2 separate regions of the Rattus norvegicus genome follow, and region 2 is linked to region 1. Evidence: chromatin contacts called from public Hi-C data. All regions are on one chromosome and are shown on one strand. Each heading gives the region's core, a stretch centred on a gene start, on an enhancer-like site or on the middle of the called end of the contact. The rest is flanking DNA. Distances are from core to core; before and after follow the strand shown.

Region 1 (6,938 bases), core at 1,261-3,760:
TGAGCACTGACAACCAAAGTTTATTAGGTAGGAAGACAGCTAAGCAGGCCTGGTTTTATCAAAGCCTGAAACCTCCTTTTGGGGAGGTCAGGGTCTCACTATGTAGACCAGTCTGGCCCCGAATTCACAGAGACCCACCTGCTTGTCTCCTCCTGAGTGCTGGGATTAGAAGTGCAATCATAGGCCTGGCAAGCCCTGAAGCTCTTCTTTTTTTTTTTTTGGTTCTTTTTTTCGGAGCTGGGGACCGAACCCAGGGCCTTGCGCTTCCTAGATAAGCGCTCTACCACTGAGCTAAATCCCCAGCCCCCCTGAAGCTCTTCTTAAGACAGCCTTGGCTCCTTGATTTGCAGGTGGCTACCTCCCAAGTACTGAGCAATCAATACTTGGCTGACAAGAGTATTTCCGTATACCTAAGGCCTCAAGGTACTAATGTCATAAATTTACCTACCGAGCACTAATGAGATTTATAGTCTCACTTTCCTCTGGGGAATCGGGTTTGGCAACCTTAGTCAGTTGGCCTGCATGGTGGGTAAGAACCAAATGCCGGGGCCTGAAGGTAGCCCTGGGGCCCCGGGCACGGCCTGAGGTCACCGTGCACCGCACCCTTTCCACACAGGCAGGAGCCAGCCGGTCCATTACCTTTGCCGGTTTATCTTCCTCTGACTTTGGTTTTCTTTTTTCACTTCTGCTGTGGAACTCTACCACTTCCACTAGCTTGCTGTCGTTCTCTAGGGGAAAGAGGGAGACTGCAGTCGTAGCAGCGGGGACTTCTGAAGGGGCAGCGGGAGCAGACTGCAGTTCTTCCCTGAGCTTCTTGAAAAAGCTGGAAGCGCTCTTCCTCTGGTCTCGCCCAGGAGACGCAGGCAGGGGAAGCGGTTCTGCTGCCCTGTCTGCCACCGTCTCCGAGTCTCTCTTCTTTTCCTTCTTCTTTCTGGTCCTTTTCTGCTCTGTTTCACCTTCTGTCTCTCCTGTTTGTTTCAACATTAAAAAAAAAAAATTTTTTTTTTTTTTAAAGATAGCTTTAGTTAACACTAATACCAAAGGAATGTCACTGGCCATGACCTGGACACAGGCATCCATTCTTAGACCCAAAGAAACAAAGTGCATGGGGCCAGGTCTCACGGCTTCAGTTTGAGCCCCAATACCCACAAGGCGGAACTGACCCGTGAGTGTTTTTTCATTGCGTGTGGTGGATGGAGGTGGCACCCACCCACCCACACAGATAAAAATAAAAATGTAACTTGAAAAAAAGTTTTAGAAATCAAACTCCTTCCTTCCTTCCTTCCTAGGTGGCTGTGTACATCTCTGATCTTTAGTAATACAATTAATTGCTCTAGTCCTCACACCTGCTCCTTACTCGGTGCCAGCGTGCCATAGTTCCCAGGACCGTAACTGGCAACACCATCATTCTTTGTATTAAAAGCACTTGCCTCTACACTAGCATTTTTTTTAAACCACACTGCAGGGTTATGGGTTCATGTCTGGGTTCTTCCTGTTTCCTTTCCATTTTAAATTTAAAGGGAAGCACAGCTAAATGGCTTTACTTTAAATACCTCTACTTTCTACTAAATTTCTTATCTTCGGTTTGTTTCTTCTGCTCAGACTCTCAACAGTGACCTGAAATTTGAACCAGAATTCTGAGCCTCATGACTCACCTACAGTGTGGGCACAAGAGCTTTCTAAACACTAGCTGTGTACTCAATAACGTACTTGTGGCCATTTTAACTCGGCCAGTATGGATATAAAAATGAGTAAGAAGAATCCGGGTGACTTGAGCAACTATCTTAATAAATTCCAGCACATGCGGATATAAACTTTATTTATGATTTTAAAAAAATTAAGTCTTAAAACTTGTAAAAGTCGGAGGCCAAGTGCTGTCTGTCCTCCACTCCATGGACACTGAGAACCTAAAACGGACAAGTAAACTCGGCTCAGAATGTCACATCAGGCTCTAGATCTTGAGACTCGAGCTCTTAAGGGGAACCTTTAATATATTTAAGGTTGCTCTAACAGTTAATGAGGGAAACACACAAAAAGCATGTACACCTGGAACGTTCTTCCGAGTTCTAAGCTTTTTTCTTTTTAATCGTCTAAGTGAGCTTGGAATTTTGAGTAACCACTCCAAAATAAACACAATTGAGCGTTTGCTACGTGTCTGGTTCTAAAAGTCAGGCAATCTGCGTGAGCACTTCAGCCTGACTTTAGTATCCAGCTCTGATTTTTCTTTCCTGCTCAGTGAGAAGGAGAGCGAAAGGTCGGCCAAGAAGTAGGTGAAAAGGTCTCGGAGAGGGAGGCGCTGCAGGAAAGAGCCCGCCGGTCGGCATGGCTCCAGGAAATCTCGTAGCCCGTGGTCCCGCCGCCTTCCGATGCATCTCGCTGCCTTTGGCCGCCTCCTCCCAGGAGATACGCTCACCCAGGTCGTAGAGGGTCCGCAGCACGGCGTCCAGGAGCGCCTCCGAACCAGGAAGCTCAGAGGAATCCAACTCTCGCTCTGCCGCCATTGGAATCAGCACGGACCCCAGGAGCAAGCACACAGCCCACCACTTCCGCTTCCGGTGCGGCTTCTGCGCATGCGTCACGGGCCCAGCGCGGGCCTCGGGCCTGGTTAAGATGGCGGTGCCCGGCGTCCCGTGTGGTGGCCGTACGGAGTGCCACTGCCCTGGGCCGATGGGAGCCGCCCCGTTCGAAAGAACCGCCCCCAGCGGCTGCACCACAGCCGTGTAGCAGACCAGTCCAGGCCCCGCCCGGGACGGCAGCCGCGCCATGGACGTTCCTAGCTCCTCCAGCTCCCGATTCTCGGTCGGCTCTGCCAGCCCTAGCAGTGTGCTCCTCTATGCGGTAGGCGCCTGGGGGACCAAGGCCCAGGGCGACATCGCGGGAAGGACAGTCCCCCCGACCCCTGTGTCCCCAGCTCATGACCCCTGTATCAGAGAGCGGGTCCTGACCCACGTCTGAACAGGGTTTGGGTACTTGGCTTGGTATCCACGGCAACCACGTGTATGCGCCTCGGTTAACATGTCTGCTTTTACAAGTTTATTTCGATGGTGGTTCCTCTGTCCCTTCTCTCCATCAGGCCGGGAGCCCCCGCACACCACATGAGGGTCCCGAGTCCACCGGAGGCGTGTCAGCAGAGTTCTGCCCCATGAATAACCTTAGCCCTGACCCAGCGGTTGAAGGCTTTAGGCTCTCCACCTCCCGCCTTTTCTCCCCCTTTCCCAAATATTCCTGAGAGAAAAAAATATTCGACTACAATATGCGCGTAGAGTTTTTTTGTTTTTTGTTTTTGTTGTTTTTTTTTTTAACACTCTTAATTGAGGAAGACTTGGAACCTCAGGAAATTACTGTCTTCTATTCGCTGTTTCCACAAGTTTCTGAATAGGGATTCCCATTGCCACTGGTTTCGCTCCCAACTTGCCTTCTACACCCCGCACCCCTTTCTTCCTCTTCTGCTTTTAACTGGTGGTTTGCCTAGTTTGGTTTCCAAGTCCTGGTCACTGACAATATTCGTGAGCAATTATCAAGGTAGAAACTTTGTGTCCTTTCAGTCCGTGGGATTGCACAATTCCTGGGGGGTGTGGGGAGAACTTGCTTATTTTTATTTTATGTGTATGAGTGTACCTGAATGTACGTTTGTGCACCACGTGGTGTCTGCATCAGAGACCAGCTCTAGAAATTGAGTTACAAATTGTGAGCTGCCATGTGGGTTCTGGGAAAGGAATGACTGAATGAACCCTTGTGCCATTTCTCTATCCTTGGGGGAATTTTTTTTTGAAACGAGATCTTCTTGGTTTGTACTCTGGCTTGGCACTAGCTGTAAAGCCCCAGGCTTTCTGGATCTTGCAATCCTCTTGCCCCCCCCCCCCCCCCCGAGAGCCAGGATCACAGTGTACACCACCACTGTTGACAAATAATGTTCTTCAAAGGATATTTTCATGTTATGCCAGTTAGCACCATTTTCTGGTTTGAGTCCAGTGTAGTGTTAGCTTGTGTAGAATGGTCAAAGAGGAAAAAACCACACAAGAGCAAAGTAAACACCCCTGAGAGAATTCACTCCCTTGAGATTAGGACAACATCGGTTGGAATGTGGGCAAACTTCTTAAGAAATTTAGATTTATGATTGAAATGAGCTTCAGCCTTAAAACCCATGGCTGGAACCTCTCATAGACTTCACCACCCAGTGGTGTCCCTATCTCTACCATTGGTTATTGTAAAGCAGGCACCTCGGAAAGATTGCTACATAGTTCTAACTTCAGAAGCTCTTGGCCTTTAAATGGGTGTGTGTGTTTGGGATTCTCCTTGTATGTGTTTTTTTTGTTTGTTTTTTTGTTTTGTTTTTTTAAAATGATGACATTTTTGTCAGCTTTCTGTGGGAATAAGTAAGGCATGAACATTTCCTCTTTTAAGGCTGTCAGCAGCCCTTTTGTCTTCTTTTCTGAGACAGAGTTTACTTGGTGTAGCTGAGGGTGCCTGGAACTTCCCTTGTAGACCAGTTTGGCTTCGGACTCTGCTAAGAGATATACCCGACTCTGAGTGCTGGAATTAAAGGTGTGTACCACAACATGGTGGCACACTCGTGGCTCAGCAGCCTATGACAGTGGTACTGGCTAACGTTTGTGACTGCACAGTTGGTGACCATGGTAGGCTGCTTCAGGCTGCCTAACTTCCTCCACCACACTGTTAATTGTGCTATGCTTTCTGTCTAATCTGTTGTTCTTTAATGATATTGAGATACTATTAATGATGCAAACATTAGGAGTGCCTGCAGTCTCCCAGTTTTTAGTCTCAGTTCCAAAGATTGCCTTGCCTCTAAGCACACAGGGAATGGGAAATGTCAACACACAGTCTACTCAAGGGGGGTAAACAAGGGCAGGGATGAGTACATGCGCTGAATGCGGTTGGAGTCAAGGGAAGAGACGTCTGGTTGGTTTGGGCACTGGACAAGGCTTCTAACAGATGACAACAAATCTGAGTTTCTGGGAGGTGAGAACTGCTGCAGTGTTACGTAAGAAAAGCACTGCCTTGTGTGCGGGGAAACCGATTAGAGAATGATAAAGAAGACACAAGACAAAATTAAGAACATAAGCAAAAAGTATTGTCTAAAAGAATTTCACGCCGATTGTGGTGGCTCATGCTGGTAGGATTTGCTGAAGGAGGCAGAGGCAGGAGGATCACAAGTTTGAGGCCAGCCTGGGCTATACATTTTGATCTGGAGAGATGTCTCAGCGATTAAAAGCACTGACTGCTGCTCTTCCAGAAGTCTTGAGTTCAATTCCCAGCAACAACATGGTGCCTCACAACCATCTGTAATGGGATCCCATTCCCTCTTCTAGTGTGTCTGAAGACAGCTACAGTGTACTCATATACATAAAACAAAAAATAAGTCTTGGGGCTAGGGATTTAGCTCAGTGGTAGAGCGCTTACCTAGGAAGCACAAGGCCCTGGGTTCGGTCCCCAGCTCCGAAAAAAAGAACCAAAAAAAAAAAAAAAGTCTTAAAAGAATTTCACACGTGGCTATTCATGGCTTTTATAGAGTACTAAATCTTCCCTGTGTTTATGCTGTAGAAAGTCTTAAGACAACCACTAGGCTTCTGTCATGGTTGTCTGCATTAGCGAGTTCTTTCACTCAGAAGACATGATCTGTCAGCACGCAGATCAGTTAGGACAAACGGCTAGCTGCACAGTCTGGGAAGCAGAAAGCATGATGGCTTTATGCAATACTTAGGGCAGAAGCTTCTTGGTGCTGGGAATGGTGCTTAGGAAATGGTGCTTGGTAATACTTGGTAGTTCAATCTAGGACTTCAAGAAAGTGGGGGCAGTCTGAAGTAGGCGGTTGAGTTCCTGTGGTTTGGCAACTGGGCAGATGCTGATCTCTCAGTGATAGGAAATACAGGGGAGGAGCAGGTCTAGTCAGGTAGGAAAAGTTTCGGTCTGAGATGTAAGATTGTCAGCTGTAGATTATCGTGATCTGGACCAGGTATATCCTAAGTGTTTGGGAGGTGTCCATGTAGAGTTAGGAATGTGGTACCCAAGCAGAAGAGGAGGGAGTGACTGAGTACGTGGATTCGGCAAGTCACTGGGCAGGTGGGATGCATCTGAAGCGAGCTAAGTGCACTCTTCCCAAGAGGCCATGTATGTGTGCATGTGTGCGCGAGTGTCCGTATCTGTACCCAAAATGCACAATCCAGGTCCCTGGTTGCTTGTTAAGAGTCCAGTGAACAATCTAGGCACTTGTAAACCCATCTCAGACTGACATGACCTGGCAAGGGCTCCTGCTGTAGTCTTGCTTTCTGCATTCCTCCATTAAGACTTTATATCTCACAGGAAGGAAGTGTGCTGTCTCTTCAAAATGTTCATGGTCCCCCCTGTGTAGCAGAACTTCTCATTGCTGACTCTTTTAATATCAGGGACCTAGTGCAAACATTGCCTGACCCACTCAGTATAAAGTACTTCCTCATTAACAGCCTGCTTTATCTCCTCGAGCTGATTCTGTGGTGGGTCCCAACAGTAGTTGTACTGGCTGGCCAGAGCTGATTGTTAAGGATTCATGGCATTTGTCTTATTGGTAAGACAGCCATCAATGAAAGCCAAAGTTCAACTCACTTAAAATTACACTTAAACATATTTTCTACAAAATAAACATAAACAAGTATTACCAAGCACCATTTCCTAAGTATTTACTGAACACCACTGTTATCTCTGTTCTAGAGGTTGTCCTCTTAGGGGAGTATCATCTGGTGCTGCTGTACATCTTGGCCACTGCTGGTGAGGTATGAGCTGGCCTTGATAGGAGTACATTTGTCACAGAGTGCCAAAGCCTGGGCTTTGCTGGAGCTCACTGACCAGCACACTGCCTGCCAGTACAGTCACTCCCACCTGATCTTGTCTGTCTTTGCTGAAGGGCGTGTTTCTCTCTGTGCAGTGTCTGCTTGCCCTGTTAT
Region 2 (6,938 bases), core at 2,845-5,344, 150 kb after region 1:
CCATGGTCCCTCCTTGGTAATAATGGACTGAACCTCTGAACCTGTGAGACAGCCCCAATAAATGTCCTTATAGGAGTTGCCTTGGTCATGTGTCTCTCCACAGCAATGGAACCCCAGCTGAGACACACCATCTGTCTCCTCACTGTCTGCTCTTTTCTGTGTTCTTGATTACAAGTACCCTAGCAAAATTATTCCCTTGCTAATTTCCCATTGCAAGGCTTCCCTCTCTTGGATGACGGAAGGAAAACATCACTTCATTGACCTCCTGGCGGTGCCTGAAAGTTAAGTCTGTAGGTTGGTACGTGTATGCCTGAAATATGCTTCAGACCCCGTGCAGACCTCGCAAATGCTATGGCTCAAAGGTCAGGGATGTGGCTCAGCAGCAGAATGCTACGTTAGCAGGTGTGAAGTCCTTGGCTCAGTCTCCAGAGGAGAAGGAAGCTAAGGGGGTAACTCAGCCGGAAGCACAGGGTCAGGCCAGGCCTGAACATCTGAAATGTCAGCATAAGAAGCTGAGGCATCAGGAATATGTGAGCTCAGCCTGATCTTACACGGCGAGTTTGGGACCAGCTTGTTCAAAAAAAAAAAAAATGTAAAGACCCTGCCTAAAACACAAAACAGAAACAGAAACAGAAACAAAACAAAACAAAAACCAAGCTGCCACTGCTGTCACAACTCATGTCTGTAATCCTAGCATTTAGGAGGTAGAGGCAGAAAGATTAGTTCGAGGTCTTCCTCAGCTACACACTGAGTTTGGGGCCAGCCTGCAAGATCCTCCATCTCTAAATACTAAACGGTTAAACTGAGCAAAAACCAACTCCCCAAGCTCCCAAACCCAACCTAAAACTTGTCACTCAGTATCCTGATAATTTACCACGACCTCATCCCTAGTTTATGGGATAACTATGTGAAAGAGAAGAAGTCAGCTTCTGAGCACCCCACTTTGTGATTTCCCTCAGCATCTAAACCTATTTATATTTGACGTATCTCCTGTAAAGGTGAGCAGGGGGACGATTATACGGAAGAATAGCAGGTGCCTCCAAAAGGCTTTGGCTTCAGTCAGAGGGACAGAGGGGAGTACGGGGGGGGGGGGGGGACACACGACTGCACTCCAAATTTAAGACAGAGAAATCCTCCTCTCCTTGACTCAGGGTGGTAATGATCTTTTAAAAACAAACAACTGGGGGTTGGGGATTTAGCTCAGTGGTAGAGCGCTTGCCTAGGAAGCACAAGGCCCTGGGTTCGGTCCCCAGCTCCGAAAAAAAGAAAAGAAAAACCAAACAAACAAACAAACAAAAAAAACCCCCAAACAACTGTCTTACCAACACTTGTACCAACACTTTGTGTTTGTGACTGGAACAATAAAACTAGGAGACAGGGGAAGGATTCTGGGAAGGGTTCTCCAGGCAAGGTGCCACAGAAACTGAGAGAAGTTTCCTGACAGAGGTGTAGCTAGCTGGGGCCCTGGGGAGGCCTGGGGTTAGGTACATATGTAAATAAGTGCTGGGAAAATGCCCAGGGGATTCACCTCCATTAAGAACTTTGAGAGGTCATTATTAAAAGTGATGAAACCCTTGCTCTATGGGGAGCCGTGGAAAAACATGTTCAGGTAGCAGAGCCATAGCTGAACCAGGGAGGGGCTGCAGCAGGAAAAGGATGAGTCAGGTACTGGGAGAGAGGCTTTGGGAGTGTCAAGTGTACACTTCCCAGTGTATGGTAAATTAGTATGGACAGTGAGACCATCCCCGATCTTTATCTTTTAATAAACCATCAACTGCTGCCCTGGAATCTGGGAGGACATTAGAGTAAGACATCAATATCTGAGCGCTCTCCTCTCTCTCTCTCTCTCTCTCCTCTCTCTCTCTCAAAGCATGATCAGGTCCCATTTGTTTTTTTGCTTACGAGTGTGTCTCATGCATGCATGCATGCATTGAGCATGTGTGTGTGTGATCTAGAGGAATCACAGACTATCATCTTAGATCATTCTCCAGCTAATAACTGAGGCAGGGTCTCTCACGTGAACCTGGAGTGTGTTGGCTAGTCTTCCCCAAGATCTCATCTTAGCTCTTCCAGAAATTACCGGTGGGAGGCTGCACCCACTACCTGGCATTTACATGGGTGTAAGGCAAGAGCGTTACTCACCTGCTCACTTCTCACTTCTCCCTTCCCCACGGTATCTTTGTGTGTGTGTGTGTGTGTGTGTGTGTGTGTGTGTGTGTGTGTGTGTGTAAGAGAGAGAGAGAGAGAGAGAGAGAGAGAGAGAGAGAGAGAGACTTTTCAGTTTTTATAGTCAGGTCTCTCACTAGATCAGAACTTCCCCACCTGCTAGTCACAAAGCCCCAAGGATCTGTGTGTCTCTATCTCCCCAATGATGCTCTATGTGCATTCTGGGTGATACTTGGGTCCCGCATGCCCGCAGGCCAAGTACTTCACCTACTGAGCAATCCCTGTAGCTCCCACATCATCGTCAATCAAAAAATAGTGGAATACTGGTGTACTGGCTGGTTTCCTGTGTCAATTTGACACAAGCTGGAGTTATCACAGAGAAAGGAGCTCCCTTGAGGAAATGCCTCCATGAGACCCAGCTGTAAGGCATTTTCTCAATGAGTGATCAAGGGTGGGAGGGCCCAGCTATTGTGGGTGGGGCCATCCCTGGGCTGGTGGTCCTGGGTTCTATAAGAGAGCAAGCTGAGCAAGCCAGGGGAAGCAAGCCAGTACATTCCTCCATGGGCTGGAGAGATGGCTCAGCGGCTAAGAGCACTGACTGTTCTTCCAAAGGTCCTGAGTTCAAATCCCAGCAACCACATGGTGGCTCACAACCATCTGTAATGGAATCTGATGTCCTCTTCTGGTGTGTCTGAAGACAGCTACAGTGTACATGAATACATAAATAAATTCTTTAAAAAAAAAAACATCCCTCCATAACCTCTGCCTCAGCTCCTGCTTCCTGACCTGCTTGAGTTCCTGTCCTGACTTCCTTTGGTGATGAACAGCAATGTGGAAGTGTAAGCTGAATAAACCCTTTCCTCCCCAACTTGCTTCTTGGGCATGTTTTATGCAGGAATACAAACCCTGAATAAGACAATTAGTGAATGTGAATAGGCTCAGAACTCACAGAAACTCAAGAGAGTTATGTGTCCAACATCCATCTGTTGTTGCCCAATCCTTCTGGCTTGTTGCAGATTCAATGGTGACAGCTTATGGTCTGTTTTTGAGCCAAAAGACATTTTGGAGGCTACTGAGGTCAGAAAAACTCTTCTGTGATGCTGTTGTGGCCTTGACGTCACTGCCTAATTCTAGGTATATCATTCCTTAACTGTCTCTGTTCTTAAGTTAACAAGAACAGACTGTGTGACTAAATGTCTGTAATGCCCATGGCTCAACTTACTCAAGATGCTGGGCTTGTGTTTCTATTATTAGCTTGTGTGCTAATCTTAGTTGGGTACGGTTCTTTAATGAAGGGCTGCTGGAAGCCTCGAGGGTATGGTACCAGGGTCCATGGGTCCAAGGTCTAGCTAGGTGAGGTAGCATTTGCTCAAACAACAGCTTGGCGGCTTAACAATGTGACCAAACTTTTCTATCTATCCTAAGGCTGCTGCTTTTCAATGACCTTTCGAGGGAGGCATGCTAGACCACCCTCATTTGACAGAGGGGGAAACTGAGGCCAAGGCCAACACCTCCTGGTGCCACGCACTCACCACAAGCGGAGGGCATGCGTGTACGTACGAGGACCACACAGGGCAGGTGAGCACTCAACTGCTTGCACCACAGTCAGGCACACCGGAAGCATGTGCGGCTAAGGGAGCGCGCCGGGTACGTACACAGACGTTGGAGAAACTTGGACACAGACCGGAAGTATGTGCGGCACAGGGAGCGCGCGGGGAGCGGGGCCGGAAACCTCCGCTGCTGCAGGAGCGCGCCTGCCCTCATGCCCGCCACAGCGATGGGCGCACGGACCGGAAGTGTGTGCGGCCGAGGGGGACTCCGCGGCGGACGCAGCTCCCGGCTGAGGCTGCGTGAAGGCTCAGCTTCCGGGCGGTGGCCTACTGGGATCAGGGCGGTCTGCGCTGTCACCACTGGCTCTGTCCGCGCTCCGCAGTGTCTGGCGACGGCCTTTTGCTGAGCTGACCCGGCGGCTGCGGTTCCTGCGCTTGCAAACCGAGGCCCCGCGGTCATGAACGGCAAAGAGGGTGCGGGGCCGGCGCGTGGAGGGGCTGGCTGGGCCTGGCACTGGTGCTCTGCTGTCACCGTGCCCGTAGCACGCCCCGGGGGGGCCCTGCCGACCGACTTCGAGCGCAGCTCCATTCTTGGGGTCTGGACCTGCGCTTTGTGCGACCCCTGCACCAGTGCACATGTTTGGGGACCCCTGTATGGTTGGGGATGTTGGGTCCTGCGGGTAGGAGCGTGGGGGGAGGGGGGACGAAGGGGATAGTCTGGGTTGTGCTAGCGCGATGTAGCAAGGGCGCCATCCAGCTCTTCTTTTCTACCTAAGGACCAGGAGGGTTCAGGAAGAGGAAGCATGATAACTTCCCACATAACCAAAGGAGAGAAGGGAAGGATGCCAGTTCGTCTTCGCCGGTGATGCTGGCCTTCAAATGTAAGTTTCCAATTCGGAGAACTGAAGCCCTAGCAATCGTGTCACTGTAGTGTTGTGGGATGGGGTGGGGTAGGGAGCATTTAGGGGTTGTTTTGATGCAGTGCTGAACACTGAGCCCAGAGTTAGCGCACGCCTGGCGAGAACCGATGGAGTTATATAGCCCAGTCCTCTTGTGCCATTGTCAGTGTTAGGGACTAAACATTGAGAGTGTTACAGTGAAGATGACAGTGAGGTAGTTTGCTGTATTCATTTACAGACCAGTGCCACTTTAAAACCCCCAGGGATACCCAAGTTCTGTGGTTTTGCACATCACAGGTAGGATAGCGTTCAGTTACTCCGCTTTGACTACAGCATGTTGCATCATGCATTCTTTCTGTTGTTCAGCTGAGTAAAGAGTATGCATGCTTATGGTATCATGATGTGTTCTAGCGTTTCAGCAGGAGCTGGACACAAGACACGACAAATATGAGCGACTTGTGAAACTAAGCCGGGATATTACCGTGGAAAGTAAGAGGACGATTTTTCTTCTCCATAGGATCACAAGGTGGGTAAATGTTTGAAGTTTGCCACTCGGAGGGCTGCCAAGATGGCTTAGTGAGTAAAGGAGCTTGTGGCCAAGTGTGATTGCCTGAGTTGGGATTCTGGGCCAGTGTTGTAAAAAGAGAGAACCAACTCCTGAAATTTCTTACCTACACACACCCTGGAACAGGAGAGCATGTGAATACATACTCACATACTCACATGCACTCACACTCACTCTCTCTCTCTCTCTCTCTCTCTCTCTCACACACACACACACACACACACACACACACACACACACACAAATAGGCTTCTGACGTCCTTCCCCCCATCCTGGAACATGAGAACATGCATACAACACACACACACACACACACACACACACACACACAGAGAGGCTTCTGACTTCCACACACATCATAGAACATGAGAGCATGCACACACACATTATAAATATGATTAAAAAATTAAAATTGATTTTCTGATACATTGTAGCTATACCTTTTATATCTCAGCAGCAGATAGTAGCAGATATTAGAATATATTTTGGATTTTAAAGAGTATCAGCTAATCCTAGCAGCCACGTTTTAAAAATTAGGGGGTTTGGGGCTGGAGCAGTCTCTGTGGTTAAGAACACTCAGTCCCCAGCACCCGTACAGTGGCTCACAACCATCTGCAGCTCCAGTTCTAGGGCACCTGATGTTGTCCTCTGGCTTCTACAGACACCAGGCACACAGATGGGGCAGAAATGTACATGCTGGAAAAATACTCATAAACACAAAAAATGTTAAAAATAATTCTGTTTTTAAATGTGTTTGTGTATGTCTGTGGGTATGTGCACAAGAGTGTCACATCCTTGGAGCTGTGAGCTACTCTACATAGGTGCTGGGAAGTGAACTCTGGTCCTCTGTCAAAGCAGTCTGTACTCTTAAGTGCAGAGCCATCTCTCCAGGTCCCAAAAGTAACATTTTAAAATAGGAGGGAAAGTTCTTCTATCCTACCTAAGGACTTCATACTGTGTTTGGATCATTTATTTATACACATGCGCATGCGCACGCGCGTGCACGCACACACACACACACACACACACATCCTTATACATATGTATGGTCTGAGGAAAATATGCTAAATTTTGGATTATGCTCTAGAACCTCTTACATTAAAGTGTCAGTTTACATAAAAATTAGATGTGAAACTATGGTGAGTTTCTCATTCAGTTTTCCACTCAGTGTCATTGCAGTCTTGTGTGTTTCTGGTTCTTGTACCTATTGTAAAAGTGTGTCTGCTCTTGTATTCCTACAGCGTGCAATACCATTGACTGCTTGGTTCTTTAACAGATTCTCTTGGAGCCTGTGCTGTTGCTTGCTTTTCACTTTCTCTCTCCAGGGGGCCATCTTGGTTTTCTGGGGAGGTTTCCTCTGGTGACCCTGGCCTGAACAGAGCAGGCAGCGGGTTAGAGCACTGAGCATTCAGGGATGCTCACACCGCAGAGCATTTCATCTCACACTCTCTCCCCGAAGCTTTCTCCTGGGTCAGCCCCTCCGCTCTCCATCCTGTGTTGGGCAGAGGGTGTGTGTGTCATCTCGTGTAGGATGAATTCCAGGCGCCTCCAGAGGGGTGCGTGTGTCTTTGTTTAGGGAAGAACAGATGATATTTGTTGCATTTTTACTATTCAAACTATTTTGAAGCATTCTGTTCCAATCACGTGTTAGTCTTTGATTTTCCTGTGCTGACTGGGCCCAGGACCTTGAAGATACTGCCAAGTGCTATCTTATTTTACCACCATTTCATTTCTGGCTATTGGCTCCCCTGTTCATCG

Evidence for each region. A called contact is a pair of places that touch in the nucleus more often than the background predicts.
Region 2: a Hi-C map of liver shows a contact between it and region 1, with 4 times the contacts expected there. The contact joins the promoter of Tsnax here to the promoter of C19h1orf131 in region 1. A contact is called at or near these places in 2 of 12 Hi-C or Micro-C datasets (hepatocytes and liver).

What each region holds. Positions count from the first base shown.
Region 1 is chr19:69,717,130-69,724,067 of GRCr8, forward strand. C19h1orf131 (similar to human chromosome 1 open reading frame 131) reads right to left here and starts at 2,511. Exons shown (of 7, transcript NM_001034919.2): 1 at 2,414-2,511; 2 at 640-968. The coding sequence starts at 2,501. Gnpat (glyceronephosphate O-acyltransferase) reads left to right here and starts at 2,578. Exons shown (of 16, transcript NM_053410.2): 1 at 2,578-2,838. The coding sequence starts at 2,764.
Region 2 is chr19:69,869,116-69,876,053 of GRCr8, forward strand. It overlaps Tsnax (translin-associated factor X), which reads left to right and starts at 4,095. Exons shown (of 6, transcript NM_022262.3): 1 at 4,095-4,190; 2 at 4,493-4,597; 3 at 5,027-5,141. The coding sequence starts at 4,175. It also overlaps the pseudogene LOC134483406.